Linked DNA regions of Mus musculus: all the other regions are linked to region 1. Evidence: chromatin contacts called from public ChIA-PET and promoter capture Hi-C data. All regions are on one chromosome and are shown on one strand. The core of a region is the stretch at or near the end of the contact, and the rest is flanking DNA. Distances in the headings are between cores, read along the strand shown. Region 1 holds the start of Tango6 (transport and golgi organization 6). Region 2 has its middle 26 kb from the start of 1110028F18Rik. Region 3 holds the start of 1110028F18Rik (RIKEN cDNA 1110028F18 gene).

The links. Promoter capture Hi-C pulls out the DNA fragments that hold promoters and counts their contacts. ChIA-PET counts read pairs in DNA pulled down with a chosen protein or histone mark.
Region 2: a contact with region 1 is called in an RNA polymerase II ChIA-PET map of memory CD8 T cells, with 12 read pairs. The contact joins the enhancer-like site here to the promoter of Tango6 in region 1. A contact is called at or near these places in 6 of 39 promoter capture datasets (3T3-L1-derived adipocytes, embryonic stem cells, stem cell-derived epiblast-like cells and 1 more), 1 of 15 datasets of contacts at CTCF or cohesin (embryonic stem cells), 5 of 484 Hi-C or Micro-C datasets (embryonic stem cells, reprogramming fibroblasts and undifferentiated spermatogonia), 8 of 115 datasets of contacts at active chromatin or transcription factors (T-cell acute lymphoblastic leukemia, a beta-TC-6 cell line, embryonic stem cells and 2 more) and 2 of 9 other capture datasets (embryonic stem cells and macrophages).
Region 3: a contact with region 1 is called in a promoter capture Hi-C map of macrophages, with 5 read pairs. The contact joins the promoter of 1110028F18Rik here to the promoter of Tango6 in region 1. A contact is called at or near these places in 2 of 39 promoter capture datasets (3T3-L1-derived adipocytes and macrophages), 5 of 115 datasets of contacts at active chromatin or transcription factors (a beta-TC-6 cell line, embryonic stem cells and pancreatic cancer cells) and 1 of 9 other capture datasets (macrophages).

The regions. Positions count from the first base shown.
Region 1 is chr8:106,681,104-106,684,754 of GRCm38.p6, reverse strand. It overlaps Tango6 (transport and golgi organization 6), which reads right to left and starts at 1,687. Exons shown (of 18, transcript NM_173037.1): 1 at 1,500-1,687. The coding sequence starts at 1,602.
Region 2 is chr8:106,559,431-106,563,081 of GRCm38.p6, reverse strand. No RefSeq gene overlaps it. Among named protein-coding and RNA genes, the nearest start is that of 1110028F18Rik, 26 kb to the left of the region's middle. Within about 2 kb of position 1,726, at least 137 of the 459 cell types and tissues checked have an H3K27ac peak or open chromatin away from gene starts, as enhancers often do. A contact at or near this core is called in memory CD8 T cells and pancreatic cancer cells, where this site is marked.
Region 3 is chr8:106,585,493-106,589,143 of GRCm38.p6, reverse strand. 1110028F18Rik (RIKEN cDNA 1110028F18 gene) reads right to left here and starts at 2,001. Exons shown (of 3, transcript NR_045470.1): 1 at 1,727-2,001.

The DNA.
Region 1 (3,651 bases), core at 438-2,937:
CATACATACCCACACATACATATTATTAAAAAAATAAAATAATCTTTTTTTCTTTTTCCTTTTAATGTGGAAGCCGGAAGGATGGTTCATTGGGCAAGACCACTTTCTGCACTGGGGTTTGGGTCTTAGCACCCATGTGATACAACTGCCTGTAACTCCAGTTCCAGATAAACTGACACCCTCTTTTGGCCTCTGTGGGCTACTGCATGCACACAGCATACATACACTCACAGAAATAGGCATTCAAACATAAATAAATAAAATACGTATCCTGCCGTTGACTCTTAATTGGGGCAAGAGAGTATATTTTGCAAGCTTTTAGTGAAGGAACTGAGGTTTGTCACGAACTTGATTTACTTTGGGCAATTTCCAATGTACATGTATGTTCCTCTGCAAAAATTAATGCCTATTAATACTTAGGAGACTGCTGTGAGGACTAAATGATCTACAAGTAAATGGACTATAGGGACTGGCGCTTAGTAGGCAATCATCTACTACTAATTGCTTTTCACGTCCCACTAAGTACTCTGTAATGTTTGCAGCTGTAGTTTGGGGGTCGACATTTAAGACCGAGAGTGTTCACCTTGTAATCACACACGTTGCCTTTACCTTGATAATTCTACACGCACCCAGACATGCTGTGCTTATAATTAGGATCCTATTTTCTTACACCCTTCTACGTTTCCAGATGCCATCAGAAGTTCTATTCTGAATAATCTGCCTTAGTCTGACAAGGAGATCAGGCAGAACTGAGTTCTAGGTCCATGGACATCCCTCTAATATAACCACCTGATTTGAGGTGTGAGTTCCAGGACAAACCTTAACTATACAGTGATACCCTGTCTAAAGAAAGAAAGGGGCAGGAGGTGTGAATGGTCATGCTTGCCTTTAATCCCAGCACTGGGGAGGCAGAGGCAGTTCAAACCACCACAAATTGGGACTCAACAGTGAGAATGCAAGGTCTCACTATTCCCAAGGTCTCTTCAAATACTAAACTGGGAAGTTAACTCAACAAGTGATTAAAGGTGACTGTGCACCTCTGATACCAAAACAGAAACCCTTAAAAATCTTCCTCAAATTCAGCCAAAAAACGTCCCTGCTGGGCATCTCTGGTCACTTGGCATTTTGTACAAATCTCAAGCGTGCACACCAGGCTCGGAGCCCTCAAGCGGTTGGGACATCACATTACACCTGTGTGAAGGCGTCTCCAGTCCCTGTGTCAGGGCTGTGCTGGAGCAAACAGTGGACCGAAGCCGCTGCTCAGCGAGGCGCCCAACGGACCTCGGCCGGCATCAGCGGTCAGCGGACTGCAGGCCCTTTCCTGGAGCTTCAGTTTAAGTTTTAAGTGAGACTGCACAGAGCCCAAGCGCTCCCGGGAGTGGGGATGGAGATGCCGGGAGGGCCTGCGGGAAACATGCGGTAGCAGCCAGGGCGAGCCTGGGTGACCCGCGACCCCGCGAGCCTCAGGTCCAGCCCCGCGCCGAGACTCGTCCTCTCACCTCCCGGGCTCAGCAGCAACTTCAGCGCTTCCAGAACCTGCTCCAGACCACATGTCACCAGAACGCCACTCGGCGCAGCCGCCGCCGGTCCGGAGGCCGCCATGATTGGAGTGGAGCGACCTGCGACGTGCTCAAACACCCAAGTGGGCCAGCGCGGCCGCCATTTTGAATGTGGCGGAGGCGTGTCCTCTGCTGGAGGGCGGGGCCCAAGACCTGGGGCGGGGCCTACTCTGTCTGGAACGCCCCTTCTCCGGGAAAAAAAAAAAAAACAAGATACAGTTTCTTGTGTTCTCCCAGAGCGCCCCAGTTCAATTCCCAGCATCCCTATCAGACACCAGCCTGCAAACTCAGGTCCAGCAACTCATGCGCATACACACGCATGCACAAGCATAACTTACAAAATATTTTTTAAAAGAAAATATAGGGGGCTGGTGAGATGGCTCAGTGGGTAAGAGCACCCGACTACTCTTCAAAAGGTCCAGAGTTCAAATCCCAGCAACCACATGGTGGCTCACAACCATCCGTAACGAGATCTGACGCCCTCTTCTGGTGTGTCTGAAAACAGCTACAGTGTACTTACATATAATAAATAAATAAAATCTTTAAAAAAAAAAAAAAAAGAAAGAAAATATAATTGAAAAGGTAAAATAAAAGACCAATGTGGTGACATGTATCTTTAAGTCTAGTACTTAGAACCAAAGGTCAGCCTGGTCTACATACATAGTAAGCTCAAGGCCAACCAGGAACTCTGAGAGACCCTGACTCAAAAACAAAAAGAAAAAAAACACAAGTAGTCTTGCATGGTGGCCCATGCTTCTAAATCTCAGCTATAGAGAATCACGTGTTCAAAACCAGTGAAGGCAGCTTAGTGAGACCGTCTAAAAGCTATGAAGGATTGGAAATGTTATCCAGTAATAACACTCTAGCACACAACCATGAGTTTGGTCCTCAGTACTTCAACCCAGGGGGTGGGGGAGGGAACAGAAATAGTTTCTCGTAAAAATAATACACATTTTAGTATGTAAATTTTCAAGTACTGAAAGAAACACAATAAATAAAGTTCACAGATGTACATAGACCCTGAAAGAGAAGCTCACACCAATGACACCAGCGTTCAGGGAAGCTGACGTGGCAAGACAAGTTCATAACTTTCTCCCCAAAAGTAACAGTAACAAAAAATATTCAACTTTGTATTACTGATTCCTTTTTCTGACATTTAAAAGTAAATACACACTGGGATAGAGAGATGGATCCGTGGTGTTGTTCTTGTAGAGGACCCAGGTTTAATTCCCATCGCCTACAAGGTGGCTCACAGCCATGTATAACTCCAATTCTAGGGGATCCAATGCCCTCTTCTGGCTTCCAAGATGACCAGCCACTCATGTGGGGCACAGACACACGTACAGGCAAAATACTCATAACTGTAAAATAAATAATTCTTTAATCTAAAGATAAATACGCACACACACATATCCTGTATCTGTGAATGTGTTAGCTACAGACAGCCCCATTGGAATATCTTGGTTTTGTTGGGTGATGGTGAAAGACCCTCGAGGGGAGACCCTCACTCAGACCACTCAAGTCCCGGGACAGCCGCGTACCCAAGAAGACACTGAGACCATACATAAAATGTAGAAGGCAAGATTTAATAAAGCAGCGACATGAAAGCACACAGACCAGAGCTCTGGGGTCGAAATAAAGCAGCAACATGAAAGCACAGAGCTCTGGGGTCGAAACTCATACACCTAGTGGCACCTAGTGGTGTAGAGGAGAATCGACGGTCAGCCAAAATTTTTCACAGGCTTATATAGTAAAACTCAAAGGGGGAGAACTGGGCAGGGAAAGTACAAGTTTACATCACTAGGGAGTTCTGCCAAAGGAATCTACGTAACTAAGGAGTCATGTCCTATCAAGGAACCTACGTAACTAAGGAGTACCTGGTTCATTTTGAGGTTGTTCCAGGAGGCCTTTATCTCAAAAATGTTCTTGGAACAGTTTTTAGTTGGGAGGGTTCGAACTTTAGGGTGAGGAGTTTTGGGGTGAAAAGTTTAGGAGTGTTCCGAGAACAACCTCTAGATGGGAGGGGGTGGGCTCCGAGGTAAAAAGTTCATGTTCTCACAAGAGGCCAGTAATTTTTTATTCTTCATTCCCC
Region 2 (3,651 bases), core at 477-2,976, 120 kb after region 1:
TTCTTGCAGAGGTCCTGAGTTCAATTCCCAGCAACCACATGGTGGCTCGAAACCATCTGTAATGGGATCTAATGCCCTCTTCTGGTGCATCTGAAGACAGCGACAGTGTACCCACATACATGAAATTTTTTTAAAAAGTAGTTATTATGTAAATGAATATAAAGACCCTGGAATAATGCCCACTACACGCAAAGGGGCCTCAGAAGAGGCTGGAAGGACTGACATAAGAAATAGATATATCTTGAAAAACCAAAAAAAAAAAAAAAATATATATATATATATATATATATATATATATATATATGAATAATGGTGCCTTTAATCCCAGCACTTGGAAGGCAGAGGCAGGTGGATATCTGACTTCAAGGCCAGCCTGGTCTACAGAGTGAATTCCAGGACAGCCAGGGCTACACAGAGAAACCCTGTCTCAAAAAACCAAAAAAGAAAAAAAAAAAAAAAAGAAATAGAGAACCACGGTCACGTGGGCAGCCCTGCCTTCATGCAGGACCTGAATAACATCTGAAGGATATTTTTGTCCCGTGTGCCTGCACTTTGGCTCCAGCTGTAACTTCTGGCAGGGTAAGGTGTGACCTTGTGATATTGGTCAAGTGTTCTACCTTGGAGTGTAGTCCAGGAGGCACCTCAGTTGGATGCTGTTCTTTAGTAACCACCAACCTTTGTTTGTTTGCTTGTTTGGCTGGTTGGTTGGGTTTTTTTGAGACAGAGTCTCTCTATGTAGTTCTGGCTGTCCTGGAACTGGCTATGTAGCCCAGGCTGGTCTAGAACTCAGAGAGTTCTGCCTGTCTCTGCCCCCTGGATGTCAGCATTAAGTGCATTTACTGTCGTGTCTGGCAGAGGTTTGAATCTCAGGATAAAAAGAGGTCTTCGGACGGAGATACCTCGGTTGGTAGAATGCTTGCTTGCCACTCATGAAGGATTACGTTCAATTACACACTTCATAAACTAGGCGTGGTGGTATATTCCTGTTAGGTTAGCATTTGGGAGGCAGAAACAGGAGAACAGCGGGTGAAGCTACATAGAGAGTTCAGATTGGAACAGCCTGGGACACCTCAGGTGTCCTCAAAGAAAACATAAAGGCCCATCCTTGTCACTCTGTCTCTCCAGGTATCTACCTGTGTAGATCAGGCTGATCTGGAACTCTCAATTCCTTTCAGCCTTCCTCTTAAATGCTGAGATTACAGGTACGCACCCTGGTGTGCCACCACACCCAGCCCAGCACTTCTCCTAACTCTCTCCATTTCCTTTTCTTGACTTTGTTCTAAACTTACTCATTTTATTATTGTACGTGTACAGATGTTTTGCCAGCATGTATGTTTGTGCACTGTGTGCACACCGGGTGCCCATGTAAGTCAGAAGAGAGCTTTGAATCCCTTGGAACTGGAGTTATGCTTGTGAGTCACCATGCTGGGAATTGAATTTGGGGCCTCTTGCAAGAGCAATACGTGCTCTTAACCACTGAGCCGTCGCTCTGGCTCTCAATTCCTTTTTAAAAGGAAGACATAAAAAGCTCGTTGAGAGACCAGACCATAAGCAGCTCTTTGGTAAGGGTCGTGGCTCATCAAGCAGCGTCCGTTCAGACACCATCCCCATCATCAAGAGAGCTTTTTCATCCACTGACTCAACAAGTATTTACCGAGCATGTGTTCTGTGCAGGCGGAGCTGTCTTCGCAGGCAGACTTCCATGTAAGGTATGCCACAGCCAGTGGCCCTGTGGCATGTGCCCTCCCTTCCTGTGGCCCCACCCTGCCAAGCCAGGCTGCAAAGGCCAGCCCCAGCTGTGGTTTGGGAGAATGGCGCCCTCTGCTGGGAAGGAAGGGGACGTTCCGTTCCTTTGGGCAGTCTTCCCATGGAAGCTCACCTTCCGCGGAGGATCCCTGTATACGGATGTGTATGGGATGCCGTCACTCCCATCAACCTCCTACATCAGTAGGGCCAACGGTCATCTTAAACAGCCCTCCCGTGCTAGGCATCCTTCAGAGAGCGGAAGCAATTTGCCCAAGGCCTCATTCAGAAGGGCAGGATCTGAATTTGGTCTCTGACCAACAGTGGCAGCTTACACCTTTAATCTTGCACTGGGGAGGCAGAAGCAAGTAGATGTCTCTGAGTTCGAGGCCAACCTGGTCTACAGAGTGAGCTCTAATACAGCCAGGGCTACACAGAGAATCCCCTCCCCGTCTCAAACAAAACAAAGCAAAAAAGAAAGCTGAAGGTGGGAAGGAAGGCTCTGCCTTCTTTGTGAGCAGGTGATCCACGGAGTTCCCCAGTGAGTCAAACTAGACACATAAAGGATGGAACGCTGGTGAGGGGGCTGCTCCAACTGTCAGTGGTGGCCTGTCACCTAGCTGACCTCTCAGACAGTCCCTGCCCTGACTGGACTTCTGGCCATATTCTTAAACCCCTTCTTCAGGCCACACAATGACTGGGTATGCAGAGTTACCTACACCTTAATGGAGGGGAAAACCCCAGGAAAGACTGCTTAGGTCAGCCACAAAGTCAAAAGGCCTGCTACTAGGATGGATGACCTCACTTGGGGTGAGGGGTGTTTGTAAGGAGAGTGTGGGAGGAGGGGGCTGAGGAGATAGGACTCAGGGAATCCAGAGATCTTTCTCAAAAGAAAGCTCAAGGGGGCTGGGTGTGGGTTTGTTTTGCTGTTGTTTTGAAACCGGTTCACCAGGAAGCTGGAGGCTGGCTTTGAACTCTCACTTTGGGATCTTTGGTTCAGGCATCCTTAGAGAGTCACTTTTTCTTTTCTTTTGGGCTTTTTAGAAGCCTGGGGACAGATTTGAGAAGATCTGACAGGCATTCTCAGTACCAACTAGCCATTCCAGGTTGAGCCTTCGACTCCAGAGAGCCCTGATCTCAATCAGTATCAGCTGACCTGGAGGCAGCTTTGAAGCCTCCACAAAGCAGATGCCCTGGACCGTTTGACGTTAGAAACAAAACAAACCCTTAGGACTTATGTTCACAGATGGTGGCGGGGGCAGAGCAATACCAAATTGGGATTGATGGAGACAACGGAGGGGCCCCCACACTATTGTGCAAACGTGACACAAAACATGATTGCAACACACCGGGTAAACGTTGGAGGGCACACACAGCTGATAAACTACAAAAAGATCAGCCAGATACCCAGGCAGTCCTTGTTAGCATGCCATCCCATTAGTTGTGTATGTGTGTGCAAGCGGGTGCAATTATCACTCACCAGGAATACTTAAAGATAGTGACTTACACTCTGAAATATATTTTTTTCTTTAAAAAAAAAAAAAAGCAAATAAAATCAAACTAAACCACCACCACCAACAACAAAAACTGCGGGGCTGGAGGGACGGCTCAGCAGTTAAGAGCACTACCTGTACTTCCAGAGGTCCTGAGTTCAATTCACAGCAACCTCAAGTAATGGAATCTGATGCCCTCTTCTGGTGTGTCTGAAGACAGCTATCTATAGTGTACTCATACATGAAATAAATCTTAAAAAGAAAAACCAAAACACCCTTTTTTTTTTTTTAAAAGTTTGTATGTTCATTTGTGTGTGGGTCTGGGAACAACTTTAGGACGTCAGTTCTCTGAGTCCCAGATCAGCAAGCACCTTCCCCTGCTGAGCCATCTTACCAGCCCCTTGTGTCTTGCTCT
Region 3 (3,651 bases), core at 752-3,251, 96 kb after region 1:
CTGTAGAGAGAGAGACCCTGTCTCAAAGAGAAAAACAAACAAACAAACAAAAAACAGAAAACAAACAAAACACCCCAGGTGCGGTAAGCTAAGTAAACACAGCAGACAGGAAATGTTAAGTAAACATTAACTATTATCATTTCCACAGTGCACATTACTCAGTGGCCAGGGCTTTTCCTGAGCCAAGTCCACAGAGAGCAGGCCCTCTCCAGCCTAGAGAGTTAGTCAGTCAGACCTCCTGATAAGGGGTGGTAGGTCTCTCCCATTGTACAAATAACTTTGGTCTTAGTGATGACTGATCAGGACTGAGAACGGCTGTTAAGGCCAAAAGCTCTGCAGCAACCTGTGTCACCTCCATGCAAACAAACAAACAAACAAAAAAAAAAAAAAGAGAGAGAGAGAGAGAGACTGCCTCCCTTCTCAGAGTGGGGTGTGTGTGTGTGGAGGAATCAGGCCAATATCAGACCCAGCCTAGGGGAGAGAGAAAGCCCCTCCCAAAGGGCAAGCCCTCTTGAAGTTTGCCAGCCAATGAAAATAGCTCCTTGACAGTCAGTTTCACCCTGGCTAGATAGAATCACAGATACCAAGGGAAGGGCTGGAAATTCACTGTGTGTGTGTGTGTGTGTGTGTGTGTGTGTGTGTGTGTGTGTGTGTGTGTGTGTGTGTTGGGGGAGTGTCTAGAGACAAACAACTCTGCTTTTGCTTTGTTTGATTTAGAATTCCAGGTAGCCTAGGCTGGTCTAAAACTCACCATGTAGATGAGGCTAGCCCTGAACTTCTGATTTTCCTGCCTCGATCTCCTAAATAGTAGGATTACAGATGTTTGCTAACGTGCCCAAATTGCTTTTATTTTTTAAATTAAAACATTGTTTTCTTAGACTATATATTATTCTATATCTAGAAGTGATGTGTGGTGTGTGGGTGTGTGTGTACATGCGCACACGCACAGGGTACATGGATGTGTGTGTGTGTAAATTTTCCTTACTATAAGGAACTTTGAAGCCAGCATGATAATGCACACTTGTAATTCCAGCCCTAAGGAGGCTGGGGCAGGAGGATTATAAATTGGAGACCAGCCTGGCCAACATAGGGAGTTCCAAGCCAGCATGAACTACACAATGAAACCCTCCCTCAAAAAACGTCAAGGGAGGAAAGAAACTTTGTGTCTCACTTTTTTTTTTTTTTTCAATTCCCAGGAGCTAGCCAGAACATATTGTAGGGAACTGGCTGGTGTGATCTGAAAGCAAAATGGTTTTCCTTCAGTAACTCTGTTTCCCCTCTAAGATAACAAACAAGCCTAGAAGAAGTTCCCAGTTTTCTTCTAACCCTAGAAAGTTTGAGCCCATTTAATTGAGTTGATTAATCTACTTATTTATTAGTTAGATTGTTTGTTTTTGAGAAAGCCTCTCTATGTAGACCAGGCTGGCTCACAGAGATCTCCTGTTTCTGCCTCCAGAGTGCTAGGATTAACAGTGTGTGTCACCATGCCTGCTCTTTCAGCAGATCCTACTGGCATGTGCCACCACAACAGGCCATGCCTGCTCTTTCTGGTTTTGCTTTAGTTTTTTGTTGTTGTTGTTGTTGTTGTTGTTGTTGGTTTGTTTTTTTTTTTTTTTTTTTTGAGATAAGGTCTTGTAACTTTAATTCTTTAAATCCTATTTTTAATGATGCTTTAACCTCCCTTTTAGCTCACCAGCCACCAGAGGTAATGAAAAAGAAAGGATACAGGGGTCAGGGGAGAGTAGACCTGTTTAGGAAGGTTCTCTGGAAATCAGTTCAGGTCACAGGTTACCAGGCAGCCGAAGCTCTACTCACTCACAAGCATTTCATGGATACACCAGCAGTCCAGTTCAGTAGAGTTGGATTAGTAACAGTGGTGACAAGACCTAGCAGAGCCAGCCAGGCTTCAGCCTGGGCTCCAGTCAGCCGGAGGGATTAGGAGGAATGCCAGGAGAAGTTCTCAGCTATGCCTCTCTCAGGGAAACGAACATCAGCAAAGCCGCCACACCCATAAGCGTTGCACAGCTAGCTCTATAAGCAAGCCAAGCGCAGCCTCTGTTACTATCCCTTGACTCCTTCAAACATCACGTGTCCTCCACATATCTTGCCTCAGACGGGTCTTGCCTCAGCATGCGCATCCAATCAGCCCAAGTCCTTGGAAGCAGCAACAAACTGCAGCACACCCTCAGAAGCTTTTTGGTGCATTTCTCTCTGGTGTCCCAACAAATGCAGCTCAAAGCATGCAATGGGAGGCAGACCAATACATGTTAGCAAAAAAAAAAAAAAAAAAAAAAAAAAGAAAAGTCCTTCATCACGTGCCCTTTCACATGCTTGCTTTAGCAGAACATCCTCTCTCCTGTGTCTGCTTCAGTCCGCCTTAGCCTTTCACACCTGGGTCCACTTTAATGAAATGTTCCTTCAAACTCGAATGTTTGCCCCAGCAAAACTATCCAACCAACTTTCCAAAGAACCATCATGTTTCCATGTTAAGGTCTCATACTCCAGGCTGATCTGGCACTCGGGGGATGATCCTGAACTTCTCATTCTTTTATTCCCAACTCCCTAATTCTGGGGAGCTACCACAAGTACCCTGGATATTCTGTCTATGGGATGGACCGCAAGACTTTGTCCTTGCTTCAGAAGAGCTCTGCCAGCTGAGCATCACCCCTGGAGCTCCCAGCCTTTTTTTTTTTTTTTTGGTTGGGGGTGGGGGGCAGGGGAGTTGAGACAGGGTCTCTCTGTGTAGCCCTGGCTGTGCTGGAACTTGCTCTGTAGACCAGGCTGGCCTTGAACTCAGAGGTCCACCCATCTCAGCCGCCCAAGTGCTGGGATTAAAAGCATACACCACCACCAACCTGGCAGCTTTGTTCTCTTATTATTTTGAAATAGAGTCTCATTAAATTTTCAATACGGCTTTGACCTTGCTCCATAGCCCAATTGGTGATCCTCCTGCTTCAGTCTTCCCAGTAGCTAGGATTATGGGTGGCACTGCCAAGCAGATAATTTTGGACTTCTTGGCATTGGAGGCTATATAGTATTCTGGTTGCCATTTCTTCCCATAGGAGCCTTGGAGTTAGTTCTCAACTGAGTGAAATTTATGGGTCCTGTCCATTGATTTTCAATTTTCAGCTCAATCTCCAGACTAAGCACTGGAGGAATAGTTACAGTTACAGAACAAAATATAAATGTTCTGAATAATGCATGATGATTAAAAATTGCAAGCCAGGCACTTGAGAGGCCAAGGCAGGCACCGGGTTGCAAACTGTTCTACTCGTATTAGGGAAGTCTGCATGGGAAGCAGCGGTTCCTCTTTCCTCTTAGGGAAACTGAGAGGTGGTAAGATTATCCATGGCCAGTAGTAGGCAAACTGGGGTAAGATATAGTGGACCAGGCACTGTGCTAAATACCAGCAACAGAAAAAAGGGCAATAACATTATCTACATAGAATGACCCTTAGTGCTAGGGTGACCAACTGTCTCCATTTGCCAGAGATGAAGGGTTCCCAAGACAAAGGACTTTACATGCTAAAACTTGGACAACCCCATATAAACCTCCGTAAGTCAGTCATCTCAGACTCAGTAAGCATTGAGTGACCTTCTGCACTTGAGTGTGCGTGTACACATGAGTGCCACTTAAGCCTGTGTTGGTAGA